2 separate regions of the Capsicum annuum genome follow, and region 1 is linked to region 2. A link is a contact called in public Hi-C data. All regions are on one chromosome and are shown on one strand. Each heading gives the region's core, a stretch centred on a gene start, on an enhancer-like site or on the middle of the called end of the contact. The rest is flanking DNA. Distances are from core to core; before and after follow the strand shown.

Evidence for each region. A called contact is a pair of places that touch in the nucleus more often than the background predicts.
Region 1: a contact with region 2 is called in a Hi-C map of leaf, with 3 times the contacts expected there. The contact joins the promoter of LOC107867504 here to the promoter of LOC107867512 in region 2. A contact is called at or near these places in 2 of 5 Hi-C or Micro-C datasets (leaf and placenta).

The regions. Positions count from the first base shown.
Region 1 is chr4:206,891,280-206,898,105 of UCD10Xv1.1, reverse strand. It overlaps LOC107867504 (cryptochrome-1), which reads left to right and starts at 1,901. Exons shown (of 5, transcript XM_016713771.2): 1 at 1,901-2,864; 2 at 3,404-3,622; 3 at 3,844-4,550; 4 at 5,652-6,451. The coding sequence starts at 2,552.
Region 2 is chr4:206,335,234-206,341,811 of UCD10Xv1.1, reverse strand. LOC107867512 (probable mitochondrial adenine nucleotide transporter BTL3) reads left to right here and starts at 2,088. Exons shown (of 4, transcript XM_016713783.2): 1 at 2,088-2,801. The coding sequence starts at 2,374.

The DNA of each region.
Region 1 (6,826 bases), core at 652-3,151, 560 kb before region 2:
AGATTTCTCCTTTTTTTTTCTTAAAAAAAATTATGTGTAAAAACAAATAATAAAAAAATATAAACTAAAAACAGATTAATGAACGGCTGTAAGATCAATTAATCTATAAGCAATTAAATCTCTTTATAGTGATAGCATTTATCTAAAATTTTAATGATGGCTATAGTGAACTGAAGTGTTATTATATATGTATATTAATATTTGATGTATCTATCTTATTAGTTATTCTAAATAAAAATATGTAAAATTAGAAAGAGTGTAAATATAAGAATGTCAAATATTAATAGTCTTTCCTCGTAAAGTTATGTCCAAGATTGGCAGATACAATTTAAATACAATTTATTTTCCTAGTTATTCATACTTAAATTTACTATGTTCACGATATTACTAATGATTACAATAAATATTTTAATATTTTTTTATACATAATATGTTTCTTATAAAATATTATTACAAGATATTAATTTGAATATGATTGTTATAGAAGATTAATTTTATAAAAAAGTTTACCGTTATAATGAATGACATTATTATTATTATAAATAAAATATCGTTATTGAAAAGTAAAACGTAACATGAAAAATTAATTAAAAAAAATTACACAACTATAGCGAATGACTGTCATAATGAGGTTTAATTGTATGTGATACTTATTTTATAAAAGCAATTAATTAGTTATTGTTACCTTACTGATGAAGATTCGATTCCAGATAATTTTCCTTCCCATTTCACCTGACCCCTCTTCCCAAATATAAATAAAAAGTTTTAGCAAGAGCATGTGAAAATATCAGTAAGATAGGGGGTGGGGAGTGCCCACATTACAATTTACAAATGACTTATTTCATAAATAGGAATCTAATGCTTGCATGCATGAAAAAGAAGCAAAGAAAGGATGTGGTGAAGCGGATGGGGTTGCTCCTCCCTTAATCAGATGTCTTGGATTCGAACTTTGGATATGGAAAAATTCTTGATAGGGAGCGCTTTCTTCCGTATAGAGCCCTACTCGATGTGAATTCGAATTAATCATACTCCAATGCGGGTATTGAATATCGATAATAAAACAAAAAAGAAAAAGAAGCAAGGCCGCCTATACCCTATAGGCCTATTACCCACCTTAGAAAAATAAATACTACCAAATCCAAATTAGTCAGCACACCTATCTCTTCGCTTCCCCATACTGGCCTGTCCCCTTCCAACTTTCCAATTTTCTCTATACACAATCCCAACTTGGTCGGATAATTATTAATAAATAAATAAATAAATAAAAAAGAAATATCCCAACACTGTAGTATACTATCATATAATTGGAGTAACAAATTTTGTCGTCTAGAATCAGATGCAAGCTAGAAAGGTTATGTGAATCAAACTTTGCACCTTTTTACCTGTAAAAGCTGGCATGCACACTGATGGAGTGTCAAAATATAAAGAAATAAATTCAAGAAAAAGTCAACAAGTGTTAATATATAATAAATATTTTTACCTAGTTATATCATGTAATTTTTGAATGTTACCAAGATCTCTATTATAAATGCATTTGGATAGAACTAAACCAACGAGTCGATTTTCTGACAAATAAAAGACACAAGCATAAGGATAATTTGACGAATACGAAGTTTCTTCTTCTAACAGATTTAAACGACATTACTTTTAAAAGATAGTAAACTCTTTTTAGTTTTCTTCGATGTATAAAAAAAGTGTACATCAGTATAACTTAAATTCATTATTGACAAGGAACATACTTTCAATTTGCAATGATTCAAGAAAAATCAAGCATTTAATTATATGACTTTATTGTACCTAAGAAAGCCAATCTTGAATCCAACAGGAATTTTCCACTCTGTCAAAGAAAGAGAGAGAGAGAGGATTAGAGAAGGCACTAGAGATAGAGGCTTGGTGGAATTTTGTTTCCTTGTTAGGATAAGAAAGAAAGAAAACACACGTGGCGTCGTATTAAAGCTTTTACTTATAGATAATTTTGAATAGCATTGTCACAAAGATTTATTATATTATACCTAATTTTACCTTACATTTTTACAAAATAACTTGTTTCAGAGATTTGAACTAGTAAATTCTTGATCACACCATAATAATTTTACCCGTTATTGTCCTTCCTTTGAGATAAGAAAAGAGAGAAGATATATAAAAAATAAAATCTTGAAAAAACATAAAGTTGTGGTTGCAAATCTCCCATAAGTTCTCTTGTTATCCCACCACCTTAACCAATCACCCTCAATCTCTTCTCTTTCTGTAAGAGAGGTTTTTTTTTTTTTGTTTGTTGGTGGCCAATGTCTATAGTAATTTCGCAAGAATAATAGCATCATTTATTCAAGAATAGCATTTGGGGTTTGTTAAAGTTTGGTTCTTTACTAAAATTCTTGCTAAAAAGTTTCAAATTTGTAATCTTTATCTCCTTGGTGAAAGCTGCAGGGAACAGTTAAAGAATAGATAAGATTAACCCCAATACACTAACATGGTGCTTACATAGAGGTAGAGAGGTAAAATAGAGAGAAAAAGAGTGTGAGTGTGTGTGTGTTAAGGTTGTTGAAGGAAGATGTCAGGTGGTGGATGTAGTATAGTATGGTTTAGGAGGGATTTGAGAGTGGAGGATAATCCTGCTTTGGCTGCTGGAGTGAGGGCAGGAGCAGTGATTGCTGTGTTTGTATGGGCACCTGAAGAAGAAGGGCATTATTATCCTGGTAGAGTTTCAAGATGGTGGCTTAAGCAGAGTTTAGCTCATCTTGATTCATCTTTGAAGAGTCTTGGAACTTCCCTTGTTACAAAGAGATCTACGGATAGTATTTCTTCACTTCTTGAAGTTGTTAAAGCTACTGGTGCTACTCAGCTCTTCTTCAATCATTTGTATGGTTAGTACAGTAAAGTTTCCATTTTTGACTTTTCTTTGTAATCATTCTGTCCGACTTTGATTACTTTTTTGCCTGTCTTGATGTTGTTTTAAAAGTTAGTAGTACTATATTATTGGGATGGCTTAATTGAGATTGGTGCTTGCTGTGTGTCCTTTAAGAATAAGATAAATGAGTTGTCTTCTGGTAAATAATAAACTATTGCCATGTACCTTTCTCATTAAACTAATGAATTTTAGGTGCTGTACTTTTTACTATGTTCAATCCTTTGGCCACTGATTGCTTAGTGCCTGAATTAGAACGTCATTAATCTAAATTTGTTGTACTAAACGTTTTCCATGTTCTTTGATTAATAGAAACAGAAAGGGTGTTGCTTGGTGTTTGATCTGATCATAATTGAATGGTAAATTGCTAATAGAAATGGATGGCTTTTATTTTAAGCATCTGTTTTCAGTAGAAGGATGTAAAAGATAAATAGTTTTGTAAAGCCAATTTCATCCACTGCCTTATCCTGACCAGCAACTAAACTTCTTTTCCTTTAGATCCAATTTCACTTGTGAGAGATCATCGCGCAAAAGAAATCTTAACAGCTCAAGGTGTATCTGTGCGCTCCTTTAATGCTGATTTGCTCTATGAACCATGGGAAGTTAACGACGATGAAGGTCGCCCGTTCACAACATTTTCTGCTTTTTGGGAGAAATGCCTTAGCATGCCTTATGATCCAGAAGCTCCACTTCTCCCACCTAAAAGGATTATATCTGGTTTGTTCTCATTTGAGCTTCTCTTATGTCTTGTTTGTTTTCTGGATAAAACTTCTATTCTTGTTTGTACATGGTATTAATGTACTTGTAAGAAAGATATTCGTGCTGCCACTAATAAGCTAAGGGTCAAAACAAATTCCTAGGATGGTAGTAATGTACTTATAAGAGTACTGGTTAGAGTTTAACTTTGTTTTTACATGGGTTCTTGTGCAAACCTCCAGGTGATGTATCAAGATGCCGTTCAGACAACTTGGTATTTGAAGATGAATCAGAGAAAGGAAGCAATGCACTTCTTGCTCGGGCGTGGTCACCTGGCTGGAGCAATGCTGATAAAGCACTAACTACTTTCGTTAATGGACCATTACTTGAGTACTCACAGAACCGTCGGAAAGCTGATAGTGCAACAACGTCCTTTCTGTCTCCACATTTACATTTTGGGGAAGTCAGTGTTCGTAAGGTATTCCATTTTGTTCGCATCAAGCAAGTTCTCTGGGCCAATGAAGGAAATAAAGCTGGTGAAGAGAGTGTTAATTTGTTCCTCAAGTCCATTGGACTGAGGGAGTACTCTAGATACATGAGTTTTAATCATCCTCATAGCCATGAAAGGCCCCTGCTTGGTCACCTAAGGTACTTTCCATGGGTAGTGGATGAGGGCTACTTTAAAGCATGGAGGCAAGGCAGAACAGGTTATCCTTTGGTTGATGCTGGTATGAGAGAATTATGGGCAACTGGCTGGCTACATGATCGTATCCGAGTTGTGGTATCTAGTTTCTTCGTCAAGGTTCTGCAGCTTCCATGGAGATGGGGAATGAAGTATTTTTGGGACACATTGTTGGACGCAGATCTTGAGAGTGATGCTCTTGGTTGGCAATATATCTCTGGTACCCTACCTGATGGTCGTGAGTTTGATCGGATTGATAATCCACAGGTATGTTAGGGTAATCTTTGGGGAGAATCTCTTCCTTCAATTGAAAATTTTGAAAAATTCACAATTGAAATTCCTTTTTTATGTCTTCCCTAACATGGTAGAGTTGCTGGATCATCAATTACAGACTCTCATCCTATTGTAGAAATTTTAATAGCTCCACAACTAGTCTATACTTCCAATGTTTATAGCCCTTCCCCGTTGTGTTAATTGTTATTTACAGATTGCTAGTTCCGAGGCACTGACTAGCTAGTAGACATTGCAATCTGCATGAACATCTTATGGGCCTCAAATCTTCTTGCAGAAATGCTAAAGCTAAGATGGAATGTGTATGTGAATGCCAAATTGCAAATTGTGCTTTTATATCCTGAGATATTAGTGCAGTGTTTGTGAACTTCCTTTGTATTGCATTGATATGCTAGTCTTTTCAATCCAAGGAATCAGACTTGTCATCTGCAGTAAACAATGCTTTAATTTCGAGTATCTGAAAAACGAACTTTTTCGGGGTTTTTTTTTTTGGGGGGGGGGGGGGGGCTGACGATCTCAATCTGAGTTACCCCCATTGTCCTGCTTACATAGATGGTGGATTTGTTTTTCACACAAGCCAAGCTAAGTATGTTGGCACTTCTTGCCAGTATCCCTTGCATAAGATGCTGGTTTTGCCATCTTGGCTTCTGCATGATCTTCCAAGTCATACTTAAACCTGGAATAATATTTACTCACTAGACCTTGTTTTTCACTTCTCTGCAGGATATTGCATTCCAAACACTTGAAAGAAAATTTTAAATTTTCATTTATCTGTACATGGCAAAGTTCTTAAACGTCGAAAGTTTCTACTCTTACTGTTTTGTCTTTTCCACTGAACGTGAACTTTGAATTTCCATCTATAATGCACCAGTGACCTTATGGAAGACTGGTGAGAAATGAATGGGACAGACTTTAGCTTAACTCTCTGTCATTCCTTCTGTTTTTCTTTCTTGTTTTTTCATGTAAAACAACAGGGAGGCTGCTATCCCTTATTCCGTTTCTCTTCTTGTTTCGTCATGTAAATTTTCTTTTTGAACAAGGCGAACTAATTATTTGAACCTGTTCTCTTTCTGGCAGTTTGTGGGATACAAGTGTGACCCTCATGGAGAATATGTCCGGCGGTGGCTTCCTGAACTTGCTAGGCTGCCCACCGAATGGATACACCACCCATGGAATGCACCAGAATCTGTACTTGAAGCTGCTGGCATTGAGCTGGGTTCCAATTATCCTCTTCCAATTGTTGAAATTGATTCAGCAAAAGTTAGACTAGAACAAGCCCTATCACAAATGTGGCAGAATGAAGCTGCTGCAAGAGCTGCAATTGAGAATGGTATGGAAGAAGGACACGGTGACTCTGCTGACTCCCCAATAGCATTTCCTCAGGCCATGCAGATGGAAATGGAACATGAACCAGTCAGGAACAACCCCGTAATAGTTACTGTTCGACGCTATGAAGATCAAATGGTGCCTAGCATGACGTCGTCTTTGTTCAGAGCTGCTGATGATGAAGAGAACTCTGTGGATATTAGGAATTCAGTCTTGGAAAGTAGGGCAGAAGTTCCAACAGACGTCAATGTAGCTGAAAATACTAGGAGAGACACGCTCGACCAAGCCGTCATGCAAACAGCTCGAACCAATGCCACTCCACATTTTAATTTTGCGGTAGGTAGGAGGAATTCTGAAGATTCAACGGCTGAATCTTCCAGCAGTACTAGAGAAAGGGATGGGGGTGTAGTTCCTATTTGGTCTCCTTCAAGTACTAACTATTCGGACCAATATGTTGGTGACGATAATGGTATTGGGACCAGTTCATCTTACTTGCAAAGGCATCCACAGTCTCACCAACTTATGAACTGGCAGCGGCTTTCTCAAACAGGGTAAGCTACGTGAGAATCTTGAATAATCAGTAGAAAAAGACATTCATCAAAAAAAAGATGAAAATGAGGAAATGAATAACTCTCCTAGTTTAACATTCCAGCTTGAGTATCAACATAACTGTTGCATCTAGCACAAACAAACGAGTACTCATAATGATACTAGTCACGGATATGCTGATATGACATATTTTTATACCCTTCATATTTCCTGTATGTTGTGGTTAACTGGTGAAAAAACATAAGAGAATCAGCCAATTCAATGCATTGGTATGTTTCTCTTGCATATCATGTTTTGATACAGCTGTGGCTAACTTTGAAAAGAAGGTCAACTCACAACTCAATGCGCACAATACCAAAGACTACATAAACTTTTAA
Region 2 (6,578 bases), core at 839-3,338:
GATTGAGATTGAGTATGATATAAATAAAAAACCATTTAAAATTTACTATCTCAATTATGTTTTTGAATAAATTATTTCAATTGATGTATTTTAAAACCGTGCAAAGTGCGGCTGAATTCACGAGTTAATTAATAACATGATTATTTTATTATAGTATTTTCATTAAATGATGTTTACATTATATTTTCATTATTAGTTCATTAATTGATGATTGATCGCAAGAGAATCTCGACAGCCCAAATGCCCAATTGATTAGTCATCTGAATTATCAAACTATAATGTGAGTTTGATTTCTCATTTTATAGTTTTCTTCTTAACTTTGTTTTCTTACCCATTTTCTTGTGAAATATTTGCATGTATATATTGAAGAAATTAAAAAAATTAATGATTAATTAATGCCATAAAAATTCTTGACACCATTCATGTAACTGATTTTAAATATAATTATCTGTAATTTTAATATTTTATCGTATCAAGTAATTACGTGTAGTTGAGAAATGACAGGTGTAATTATACTATAGCTTTAGGGTATGGCGGGGGAGGGACGGGGGAAGAGGAGGATTGAGAAATAGTGATATAATTACTGTATAGTGTGTTATTGTAAGATAGTTTTTAAAATTTGTTGTTGAGGTCATAGACAAACTTAGTTTATATTGGTTGATGTTTTCATTGGTAGATTACCTTTTATTAAATATTTAAAAATAATGCTGTAAAAAATGACACTTGAAATATTAGTAGTAATTGTTTTATTTTTATTGTTGAACATATGGCCCATGATGTTTTTGCATAATATGTGTTTAATTTAAAACTTTTATTATTACCTTAATTAAAGCATTATTTATTTGAAGATAATCTAGATGTTGGAGCTCGTGTCAGCACGGGCTTAATGTACTATTTTTTGAATATTATATGCTATTTTTTATCTCAATTTATACGATACCGATGAAATATCTGATAAAGTCAATCAGATTTGTAATATATAGTTTTATTTTAAGTTGTTAATTATATCAGTATGATTTAAGACTTTCAACGTAATTTTAAGTAATATCCTTTTATCTTAATTAATACGACATCGATAACTATTGTAATCTATAATACTTTTTTGACGTTGTAATTTACTATTTTAAGCTGTTTGTTATTGTAATTTATAATACTTTTTTTGTTCAAACTTTTGTGGTATTGGTAGTGAATTTAGACTTTAAAAGTAATTTAAGTTTTAAATTATTGTAATTTATAATATTTTTTATTTCAATTTAAGCGATACTGATATAATTTATAGAGTAAATCAAATATCACGATTGAAATAGCGAAACAAACATGTCTTGATTGACTCATAATAACTAATTAAAAGTGATATAACAAAATTATTATAAAAAATACTTGTGAAATTTTTTTAAGTGAGTCTCACATAAGATGTCAAATTAATTTAAAACATCAAAAATTAATTTATCATTTTATGTTTATTTCACCTTTTTTAAAAATAAATATTATCAATTTTTATATAATTAGATGACTCATAATAATTAATTATAGGTTATATAATAAAATGACAATTGAAGCAACTGAAATAGTCATGTCATAAATGTCTATTTTATTTTTTAAATATTATTAATTTTTTAATACGTAAATATTATATAATAATTAATTAAGAATAATATAGTAAAATCATGAAGCAAACAAGCATCAGCTGTCTGCTTCCAGCCGCCCACTCACGCGCATATATATAGTAGTAACTAGATTTTAAAAAATAATATATACCTCGAATATTTACTGGTTGATAAAATTTAATAGAGTAATATTTTTGTGTGGACATATATTTGTCAAACATGAATGTTTATCGTTTGACAATCAACTTTTTAACTTTTAAACATTAAAACATTTAATTATTTAATTATAGTTATGCGATCACACATCAATTAGTAGTTACACTATACTATTTAGTAATCGAAGGTAAAGAAAGGAAACATAACCAGGAAATTACAAGATAAAAAATCAACCAATCACTAATAATTAAAAATTACGCAGCTAACAGTCAGAGCTACTAAAATTTGCCTAGATAATTATACAAATTCAATTGTAAAATGCCTTTCCAAAGACCCTAATTCTGGTATACTGACACATCTAAGCAGATTTAGTTGTTCAAACGGAGAATATAGGGCCTGCATTATAGTTCAATAATAATGATGTTTTCCCCGGAGTATAATAATGGTGTACATTGATACCACACAAAAAATAATCAACAAGCTTGAAAGCCGCTCACTGCGGCGACATAAGCAAAGGTGACCGCCATTTCCCCTTCCATTATCCCATTAAATGCCAAAGGATTTCAACAAAGTGTCTCCTTATCTTCACTTTGCTTAGAAGAATTTACGAATGACAGGACTTCATAATATCTGGTTTAAACATTTAGAAAGTCAAACTATTGTAGAAAATCCAGATACAATTTTGTTTTCTGGTGGATTATTTCTTGACCCATTAATTCCTTCCTCAATTACAACCACTAATTTTCTTAAAGTTTCGTCAATTGATGATTCTAGTGAGTTACATTCTCCCATTTGTCGCCATCGTCGACGGAGACCAATTCGTGTCAATTTTGGGGGTAAATTCTTGTGTTTGAGTTTGTCAGTTAAGAAGAATACTAGTGAATGTTTGTTGAGTAATGGAGATGAGAGTTCAAAGGTGAAGGAGAACAGTGAAGGCAACGGAGATGTGAGGAAGCGGAATATTGGTTTACGACGACGTGGTGCAGTGAACACTAGTAAACATTTGTGGGCCGGAGCAGTTGCTGCCATGGTGTCAAGGTTAGTGTTTTTCTCCCGTATTGTCTTCATTGTCGTTTTCCCTTTTTCGTAAATACTTTGATTTGCTGTACTTGAGCTGAGTGTCTTTTGAAAATAGCCTCTCTATCTTCACGAGGTATGGGTAAAGTCTACGTACTGTGGGATTACATTGGATATGTTGTTGTTGTAGCCTGTTTGTTTACTTGAATTTCAAATTCGTTATTGGAAATTTGTTGCTGATATCCTAATATTAGGTGTATTATATTTTATGGATTTTATGTTCAAATGTTGTAAGTGCCATTTGGCAAGTTGTGATTGAATTTTGAATGTAGAGGAGAGAGTTTTTCTGTTCTTCGTGACAACAACAACAACAACAACAACATACCCAGTGTAGTACTCTCACAAAGTGGGATCTTGGGAGGTTAGAGTCTATGCAGACCTTACCCCTTCCTCAGTGATAGTAGACCCCTGGCTCAAGGAAAAATAGTTCAAAAAGAAGTAACGGAAGTGAAAGCATAACAAAGCACATAGAGCGGTAACTACAACAAATTAATATGATAATCTAAGTACAAGAAACTATAGAAAGAAAAGGACAAGAAACTACAAGAGCAATACCACGACTACTAGTATGGACGGATAGCTAGACAACGCACTACTACCTACTAACCTTCTTTGTGACGTGGGAATAATTTTCCTCTGTAAAAGTTATGGATTGAAGAAAAGGAAATTACTGCTTATGGTTTTCGCTAATTGATGTTGTTCGTATCTGTATAGATCGTTGGGTCATTGTAATTTCTTAGTCTTCGAAGGGACTTTGTCTTCTTTCGAGTGGAGTGTCATAATACAAGGAATTCCACTGTTAGGGAGATTCCAGATCAAAACAATCAAATGCATTAGTTACAGCTTAAAAGTACCTATATAACGGGAGAAGTATTTATTTTCTTGAGAGGAAGGGGTGCAGTAATCATAAATAGTTATCGTACTTTCAGGAAAATTAGAACTCAAAATCTCAAGGATTTAGCACCTCAGCCGTGCAACTTCAGCAAGAAATTATAGCTAGTCTGAGAGAGTCTTAATAGTTGGAACTTGGAACAGTGCATATGGAAGTTCATTCATGGTCTTACTTAAAACTTAGTTTTTATTTCACTAAAATTTGATGTGGTGTTTGCTAGGAGCATTTTGGTTAATGTAAATGTAACAGATGTAGAAGATATATATAGCCGATCCAGCTGGTTGGTTAATGCGTAGTTGATTGATGATTGATTACTTTGGTGTTCGCTGAGTAGAGCAGGATGCATAACTTCTATATATGTTGAGCAACTCCATAATTGTTTCGGGTCTAGTCAGCAGAACAATGACAGATGTTTTGTGGACAAAAAACAAGAAGCACTGCGGACAGATTTATAGCCTGGAAGAATTATTACATAGCTGACTTTTCTTTTTGCTTCCTTGCACTTGATCTCCTATGTTATTCTTAAACTGTGGTAGGGAATTTCCCATATTGCCTTTGAGGTAAAACTGCTTGCTATCTGCAGTTTACCTTCTTTCTTCCTTGCACACATTTCAAAATAAAGTACAATGATCAGGGAGCTAGATGACGAGTTCTTTTAACATTATGTAAGGGAAAAATTAAAATGCCCCAGGGCATTACTGACCCACTGTTAGGATTCCATTTTCTAGTCTTTTTTTGCTGATTAAGTGGGCAGTGTCACTTAGGAGATTTTCCCAGGTTTTGTGCATTCGTATGTTTTGGCCTCATAAATAAGTACAGAAAAACTAAGTGTGAACAGAAAAAGCAAATTAAAATTTTCACAACTATTACTGCAAAAGAATGTATAAACTGGCTTATTTGTTTTAATGGGAGTCGACCGGCTCTCTTGGTGTTGGTTGTCTGTGAAACCTTCTAGACATGCAGATGCCCAGTTGACCCTATCTACAACACCGCCATATCTTTCTTTACTTGCACTTGAAAGTTGGAAGCTAAGAAACAAGGACTGTGCCAGGAAGTTTCAAATATATGATAGGAAAAAACTGTGAATATGAGATAGAAAGGATGAATATGAGGTAGAAAGGGGTTGAGTTCCTTTTGCAGAAAACAATTAATTCAGAGGCCTGAAATTTCAGTTTAGGATATGGATAAACTGTGATTTTGTGGATGTGGAAAAAAATGCCATGTAATGGAATAGTTTCTGTAAACCGTTGTCCACATGTATAAGTGCTGGGAAATGGACGAGTCTTGTTGGAGATTTATCGTGATAGTTTTCTGCCTTGAGGTAAGAAACCGTAATGGTTAATCAAGATAGCTTAATAAAAGTAAAAAGAATTAGGATCAATGTCAAACAAGTCAGAATGTGGACATACTTACTTTAGATAATCCGACATCACTATGTTGCTGTTACGAATGAAAATGTCATGGGTCTAGTTATGCCTCTGTTGTTGTTTTAAGGTAAAAAATGTCAAATGAAGCATTTGGATATGATGTGGTGTCTGGTCTTACCTTCTTTCGAAGCTCCCCAATCCAGGAGTAAACAGTGGCCCTTTCCCTATTTTGTTCCCTTGGTGACTCGAAACCCCAACCTCATTGAGGTAGTGGTCCTTTTTACTAGGTTATCCTCCCTCGTCTTGGGCTTTCTTTTCACAATCAAAGGCCTATTTTCTGTTAAGTCATAAATCAATGTTTTAAGGCTTGCATGGTTATCCATTTTGCTCAAACTTTGAACCTTTGTCTCACTTTGCAGTTACTTTCCTTTTAGATGAATATTGTTTTATTTTTCTTGGATCTTGTCAGCTTAACGTCCATCTTCTTGAAATAAAAGCATAACTTTTTGGTTTGACACACTTTCTACACTTCAATCCAACATATAGATGAATCAGAAGTAAACTTCTACACAAGAAGTGCGACATGTTACTCATAAAGTAATCCATATTTCTACGATGCTATGACCATATAAAAATCATTGTTGTTTAGTGTTATTCTCTTCTCTCTTTTTTTTTGCTTGAAGACAGGAGATGGGGTTTAAATCTTTTTGAAAGTCAAACAAGACACTCAAATTGAAAAGAGGAACATCACCTAACCCCCCCCTCCTTCATATTTGGGGGTGGGGGACACTAAATGAAAGAGGCATATCCATTTTCTCACCCGCCTAAGATTGTTTAGAGACTTATTCAGTAGGTCGTCCTTCCATACGGAATGGAATTCCAAGGTGTCTTGCTTGCATCACTTTTGCTTTCCCTTACTTCTGAATAGTGAAAGATTGAGCCTTGGGTTTAAATCTTTTCCCAAGTCAAAGAAGACACTCAATGAAAAGAGGAACATCATGTTTTGACCTAAACAGTTATATCTGAATACGTCCTATAAAATCCCCCAGTAGCTGGGGTCGGGGGTTAAGCGTCCGATTCGACAATAGGCACTAAATGAAAGAGGCAAATCCATTTTCTCACTCACCTACGATTGATTGGAGACTTATTCAGTAGGTCTTCCTTCCCTATGGAATGGAATTTTAGGGCGTCTTGCTTAGATTACATTTGTTTTTCCTTACTCCTGAAGTGAAAGATTGAGCCTTGGGTTTAAATCTTTTCTAAAAATTAAACAAGACACTCAAAAATGAAAAGTGGAACATCACGTTTTGACCTAAAACAATTATGATCTGAATACTTCCTATTAAATCCTTTAATTTGGATTAAGCTTCTAGATATTCCTTATGCTCAAGTTTTTAACTTATTCTTAATCATACTGTTCTGAATACAAAGAATTTAGATTTTGTAATCCTTGAGTTAAAGATATTTCCCTCGTTTTGG